2 separate regions of the Mus musculus genome follow, and region 1 is linked to region 2. A link is a contact called in public capture Hi-C data. All regions are on one chromosome and are shown on one strand. The core of a region is the stretch at or near the end of the contact, and the rest is flanking DNA. Distances in the headings are between cores, read along the strand shown.

Region 1 (3,399 bases), core at 393-2,892, 1.5 Mb after region 2:
CAAACACAGGAAAAATCTAGTGTGATTTTACAATGGAGGCCGTTTACTTCAGAGGAAGCAGATGGCACTGGGAGGGCTCCTCTGAAATGCACACGTGTGATGAGCATCCCGTCCAGGCAGGGGAGCTGTCACCAGGTGCTGGCTTGCCCCAGCCAGGACAGTCAGAACTCAACACACAAGTCCTTGGAGCCACTGAATCCAAACAGTACAAGTCAGGGCCCAGGGTAGATGTGGTGTTTACATAGAGGGTAGTTTTATGTTCCTAAGATGTATATACCAGGGCTTAGTCCTGTCTCTAATGGGTTCCCATGTTATTTTAGCTCATGGTTTATTGAAATATGTATGTAAGTATACACGCAAGACTAGGGTAACAGCTAGCTCATAGTTTCGGTTTTGCAATGTTGGGGATTGAGCCTGGACCTCTTGCTTATGCTAGGCAGGTGCTTTGGTACCAAGAAACATCCCCAGTCGAGAAAATGACCTCTTAAATTGTTCTCTTTGTGGTGGCGAAGGGGCGATTGGGAGGGATTTTTCTGAGATAGGGTCTTTGTATGTGACCCAAGATGACTTCAAATTTGTCATCTTGCCTCAGCTTAATATTGGGGTCACAGGTATGTGCCATTAACTTAAACTTTAGATCCGCCTTAAAGCACCTAAACACCCCCAGCATATCGTGAAGGAATCCACCTACCCTAGTCTCTTGAAGCCTACAATGCCATGTTCCAAGACCCTCTCTCTACTCCTTGTATTGAAGCCATTGTCTGCAAGCCAGCCCATTGATGGCTTCATTAAAGCAATGTTAATCTGGAGCTAAAACTGGGAGACTCACAACTACCTGTGACTTCAATTCCATGGCATCTGATGCCCTCTTTTGGCCTGAGGATACCATGCAAACAAGCGGTACCGATATACCATGAAGGCAAAACAGCCATACACATAGAAAGAATTAAGAGCAGCATCACTGCCCTGCCTCACCAGCAAAACCACCCTAGGGAAAGAGGGGACACTGCTGAGGCTCCTATCCAGAGGCCTGCCTAGTTCCAGGGTTAGCAAAAAGCAAGCATCTGGAAAGACAGGATGAGAAGTAGAGATGAAGGGAAGCTAAGACATGGGAACTGTCAGGAACGACAAAGAGCAAAAGCCAGTTGTGTGAAAGGCCCTGGATGTAGGTCTTTTAAAAACAGGAATAAGCTGGATGTGATTGTGTGTGCCTTTAATCCCAGCACTTGGGAGGCTGAGGCAGGTGGATCTCTCTGAGTTCAGAGGCCATTCTGGTCAACATGGCACAGGGCTATATAGCAAGACTCTTACCTCAAAGAACCAATCAATCAATCAATAAATAATCAAGCAAGAATAGAAAGGCTGGAGCGATGCCTCAGTAGTTCAGAGCACTTACTGCTCTTTCAGAGGATCCAGGTTTGGGTCCCAGCACCCACATGGTGCCTCACTCCAACACTTTGTGCGTTGCATGCACATATATAGTACACATACATACATACATGCACATGTATGTTTTAAAAGTACACACATATACCTTCATTCACATCATAGTGAGTTGTCATTAATGTAAGCTTCCTTACACATGCCCCACCCCGCTACCTTCCCTCCCCCGACCCCACCCCTAGCTCACTCCACCTAGGTTTAGTTCTCCTTTTCAACAGAGAGAAGTGGGTAGGTCTGGAAGGCGGCAGAGGCTACACAAAGGACATCAGTGAGAACAGTGTCAGCGTTCCTAGAACCTCAGCCTCCCAGAAACCATGTGATAGGGAGTGCAAGGTAACTAACCCTGGGAGAGCCCTGGGAGTCTGTCCCACACACATCCCAAGACCAGGACAGGAGGCAGGCTAAGCACCCCTGCTTCCTCCAGAAATGCAAGGCCCAGCCCTCCCTCCGCCCAATTCTCACAGCAGGCTTCGGAGACTGCTGCTAACCAGGCACCCACAAAGGAGTGAAGAGTTGAATTCATTGTTTTTATTTGTCTTTATTTACAGCCAAGTACATAGGGTGTGGTCATTTCATAGCACGAACAAAGGCAGGGCAGTAAAAAGCAAAGACGGGAAGAGGCAGCATCTTCCAGGGAAAGAACAGCCTAGGTCTCTAGCCACCCAACCTTGCTCTGGAGGCAGGGCTGGGTAGGAACTCACTGCCCGAGAGAAACAGGACTCCGCTGCTGAAACTCGGTCACCTGTGGCTGGCACCGTGAGAACACAGCAGGACCAGAGCCAGAATCTTAAAAGGGACTTGTATACACTACTAGATGCATCCAATTGTGCCTTTCCAACCTGCCCTCTTCCTTGTCCTGACACAAAGAGCATACAGCAATGGCCCAGAGGAAAATATGAACGGCAAAGGAGACAGAGAAGGCCAGCTGGTCCTTCGAAGAAAGCAAGGGCCTGCATGTACCAGGGGCTGACCCCAGCCTCAGGAAATCAGCCCTTTCTTTGGACTCTTGGACATGAACAACACAGGTTCCAAGGGCAGTGAAAAACATTTCCCTGCCAGAGACTGCATTCCTCTGCAGCAGTGGGGGCTTTGAGGCCAAGGTTGATCCGGTCTCCACTTTTGACTACTCAGGGGCACTGACCCAGCGGCCTCCCAAGAGACTCACCCTGGAGAGAGCGAGCTGGAGCCAACTTCCCCCACGGTCTGAGTAGTCACCGCTAAGTGTTCGTTCGGAGACAGGTGACTTGGCCACTGCCCTAGCCCCAAGGCATGAACCTGCTTCACTCCCTTCCCCAGGCCTACTCTACCCAAGCTAGATCAGATGCCTATCTTTTTCAGCCTCGGGTTATCCAAAGAGAAGTCAGGGGGGCGGGGGGGGGGGGGGTTGTATTACCATGATGAGGTGTAAGGCTGGACCTTCCTGTGACACAAGACTCAGAATTTTCGTTTCCTAAACACTCAGGCCAAAGACGTCTGTGAACGGGTGGGGGAAGCAAGCACCATTGGGTGGCTCTGAAGTGGAAGGATCTATGCACCTGTGTTCAAGGTTGTGCAGCTCTGCCCAGCTCGGCTTCCTCTCTAGAACAGCTCTGAGTCCCCAGATGACAAATGCCATGGCTTCAAGATCCCTTTACCTCCCTACTCGACAATGGAATGGCAAAACCAAAACCTCAAGGCTCAGACCACAATGTTTCCCGTAGAGAAGGTTCAAATGCACAATTGGCCAAAAAGCTGGGCGGCGGTCTGGAAACAGTACAGCGTCCAGCCCTTCCCTATACCCAGCAAATACTGCTTCTAGCCAATCCAGAACTTCCCACGGAGATAGGGGTAAGGTGGTCCTACAGCGGTGTCCAAGCTGCAACAAGTGGGCTGCTCAGAGGTTTCGGAGGCTTGGTCCCAACACCATGGGTAGATGAGGGAGCAGCTAATAAAGGCTCAGAGATGGGAAGAATCCCT
Region 2 (3,548 bases), core at 933-3,432:
AGATGGTAAGAATATGTCCTAACACAGATTTCAACAACTAAAGGCCCTGACCAGGGTCTGTCATATAGGTGTGTCCAGTAGGGTACTTATGGGGCAAAGGACCCTTGTCCTGGAGCCAAATAGATGTAACATCTGGAAGGCTCCTTATAAAACACTCTGGCTAAAAACAGCTGCTCATTCCGAACCATTGCTCTCTAGTTTCAGGGGGCTCCTTGTCCTCGTGCCTCTGCCTCCCAAGTGCTACTTCTAAGCACTTTTGCCCTTCTTGCACATGCATTGAATAGAGTAGGTGTGAGGGCACTTTCAGGCCTGGGTGACAGCCAGTGCTTCTGGGCCATGGACAGTGCTAGCTTGGAATGACTGTTGAACAGCCAAGCTCCACCCCCATCATGGTTCCTGCTTTATTTGTGTGTGTCATTACAAGTTTGAAAGGGCACGTTTCTCTGTTTTCTTTAGGCTTCCTGTACGCTCTTGACTCTTAAGATCAGAATTTGCAACGGAACGAGGTGCCAGGCAGTTTGTGGTGTGAGAACCACCCCTTCTTAGTAAGATAAAAGTGTCCTTAGAACGGCCTGTTTATCTCCTGTTTGTCCTTCAGGTGAACAAGACAGAAGAGGACTATGCAAGGGATTCGCTGTTTGTTCGACACCCTGAGATGAAGCACTGGCCTTCCAGCCATAACTGGTTCTTTGCTAAATTAAAAATAAGCCGTATCTGGGTCTTGGACTACTTTGGTGGACCTAAAGTAGTGACACCTGAAGAATATTTTAACGTCACGCTGCAGTAAGTAATTATACATTTTCCACCATTGCCGGACTGTAGCTCTTCCCAGCACCCCCAAGGCTGAGCCTGCTAGGACCACCTCTCAAAATTACAAAACACATGGGATTACAAAGACACTAGGCATAGGAACACACACCTTTAATCCCTCTCATCAGTGTCAGATGCAGAATTAGTAAACTCACCTGTAACCCTAGACCTTGGGAGACAAGGGCAAGAGGATTAGCAATTCAAGGCCAGCCTGGAAGGCTGAAAATCAGCTCAAGTTACATGAAACTGTGTTTGAAACAAAAACAAGCCCAACAAGGGGGACCTAGTAACGGGCCTGTAGCTCTCAGCGTAGTGAAGCCTAGGGTCTATATTTTATGACATTTTCTACACCCACAACTATAACACAATTGGAAGGGATCTGTGGCCTGCAGAGGTAATGGAGTTGATTCCAAAGGGGCTACTGGAGAGAAAGGAAAAGAGTACGGGAGGTTTAAGTTCAAGTTTAGCAGTTGGGCCCTGGGGTTTGGGTGTGAATCTCAGCATTGCAAAACAATAATAAAATTACTAAGGGCTGGAGACATAGCTCAGCCCAAGGGCCTGGGTTTGGTCCCCAGTACATCTAGTCTGGAAGTAGAAAAGAACAGTATCTAAAGATGGCCTGGGCCGGGAAGAAGGGAGTGGTCAGATGTGGAGTGAGGTCAAATGAGGTCAAGGGTCAGAGGACAGAATGGGAGGGACTAGAGTGTTCCCTAAGTGACACTGGATTTTGCAATATAGGACATCTATCTACAAGCCCAAGAGGTGCTACAGCAGCTAGAGTCTGTTGAGCGTGTTTTGCTGGTCTGTGCTATCCTAATCGCTTCCTGTTCGTAGCTGAAATTCTCACCACACCCCTGTGAAGCGAGCGCTGATTGCTAGGCTGTAAAACAAGGGCCGGCCTGGGAAAGGGGGCGCTTGCATAACGCCTTTCAGCCAGCAGGTGGCAGTGCTGGGATTCAAACGCTGGGCGTCCTAGCCCTGAGCCCTCTTCTGACCCCTAACCCCGTGCTGGACGCCAGGTTCATCTTTTAGTTCACTTCCTGTTTGCAATGACTGACAACTCTGTGGAGAGATGGGGGAGGATAGTAGGACTTATAAGTCAAGACGGAATGAGTATGGGCGCAGTAAAGAAACCAAAGTAGCCGATCTGTGGGTGAAAAGAGAAAACTGTATTCCAATAAACAGCCAAGGCTGTCGCCTGGGAAAGCAGGGAAGGATTTCCAGGGTTAGACGAGAACAAGAGAACGGGGGTGGGGGTGGGGTGGGGGTGGAGTGGGGGTGGGGGTGGGGGAAGACTCGAGAGCTGGGTGGGATCTGTGAGCCAGGACTGAGGGTGCCCAGAGGCTAGCACCGACCTTGACAAGTTCTTAGGTGCCCCAGCGTATGCTAATGGAGACACACTTGTTCCTTTTGCCAGAGATAAGGAGAAAGCAAGCAGGAACTTTCTTCAAGTCCCAAGGGAATGGCGGCTTTTGTCCAAACGCCCAACCTTGGGAAAAGGTTATTTCTTTGTGGGACCAAGGAATCTTCAGTCCCGGACCTTAAATTCTTAGTGCTTATGTGTTCTTTGTTTTCATGCTATTAGAGAACAGCTCATATTAAGCTATGTAACCCCCTAACCACCACCACCCCGCTCCCTGCCGTAAATGTACATTTTAACAGCAAACTCGGGGTTGTTGGTATTTCTGTATTCCGAGCAGGGTCGAGGGTGGTGCATGGCCCATGGTAGGTGTTTTGGGGGCAGTTGCATATAGCCAGCTGATGGAAACACAGACTTTCAAATTGTCTAAAGAATCCAGTTGTCCCAGTATTGATTTTGTGGCCGTGTGCGTGGGAGGAGAGGCGCAGGCTGCTGACCCTCCCGGGGCTGACCGAGCCTCCTCCTTGATAGGATTTAGGAGGTAGCGATTGTCAGATTATTACCAGCAAGCGCGTTATGGAGGAGAGTGGCAGTAAGAATGATGGGCTGTTCTGTGAGGTCAGAGTTTACCTTCCCAGGACATCACAATCTCCGAAGAGCAGTTATCTCTGTGTAAATAACACGCCCTGGGCAGTGCTTACTTTAATAACAAAATAAAATTATGATTTCCCATAAGTCTTTGCTCTGAGTGTGTAAAATAGAGGCTCCCGTTCTGTTATGTAGCCGGGTAAGTGCTTTTCTGCAGCTCAAAGATAAGGCAGAGAGCCTTTGCTCTGATTGGGGGTGGGGGGAGTGCAGGGGGAGAGTGCAGGAGGTGGGAGTGCGGGGTGGGGAGGATGAAAGACCAGGGCAAGGCATCCCACCACAGTGGCAGAGTACCAGGGAAGGAGGCTCCTGTCCCCAAGTACCTCTGGCCACTCATTGCCACTTCAGAGTCTATGAAGACTGGGGTCTGCACATTGTCGGGAACCACCAATGGGGTCTTTGTGGTATCCTAGGCTTTCCCCAGGTCACCTTGCCAGGCTTGCCCACATGGACCACAGAAGATACTGTTTCTCTAATTAGCACAGTGCCTTCTGTAGCTAATGGCCAGGACACTGAAATGATCCCAAGAAAGCATCCACACGGGGACCGCTCAGTCAGGGCTGCCGTGAGACCTAATTAAGTGCTTTGTGTTAATTCACTGGGTTGCCGGACCCAGCCCGTGTGCGCTTTTGCACGTGGAGTGAAAGTGTGAGCATCCTCTTGGTGTGTTTGTTGACTTCCTGGATGCAGCCATGATCAGAGTAGGCGTTACTTCCTATCACCATGGAGCCTG

The links. Capture Hi-C pulls out chosen DNA fragments and counts their contacts.
Region 1: a contact with region 2 is called in a capture Hi-C map of embryonic stem cells, with 3 times the contacts expected there. The contact joins two enhancer-like sites. A contact is called at or near these places in 1 of 39 promoter capture datasets (embryonic stem cells), 2 of 484 Hi-C or Micro-C datasets (B cells and the N1E-115 cell line), 2 of 115 datasets of contacts at active chromatin or transcription factors (bone marrow-derived dendritic cells and bone marrow-derived macrophages) and 1 of 9 other capture datasets (embryonic stem cells).

The regions. Positions count from the first base shown.
Region 1 is chr1:167,220,934-167,224,332 of GRCm38.p6, forward strand. It overlaps a transcript of Uck2 not described here. Among named protein-coding and RNA genes, the nearest start is that of Gm46170, 44 kb to the right of the region's middle. Within about 2 kb of position 1,643, at least 46 of the 459 cell types and tissues checked have an H3K27ac peak or open chromatin away from gene starts, as enhancers often do. A contact at or near this core is called in embryonic stem cells, where this site is marked.
Region 2 is chr1:165,770,034-165,773,581 of GRCm38.p6, forward strand. Creg1 (cellular repressor of E1A-stimulated genes 1) reads left to right here. Exons shown (of 4, transcript NM_011804.3): 3 at 599-783. Among named protein-coding and RNA genes, the nearest start is that of Creg1, 8.0 kb to the left of the region's middle. Within about 2 kb of position 2,183, at least 103 of the 459 cell types and tissues checked have an H3K27ac peak or open chromatin away from gene starts, as enhancers often do. A contact at or near this core is called in embryonic stem cells, where this site is marked.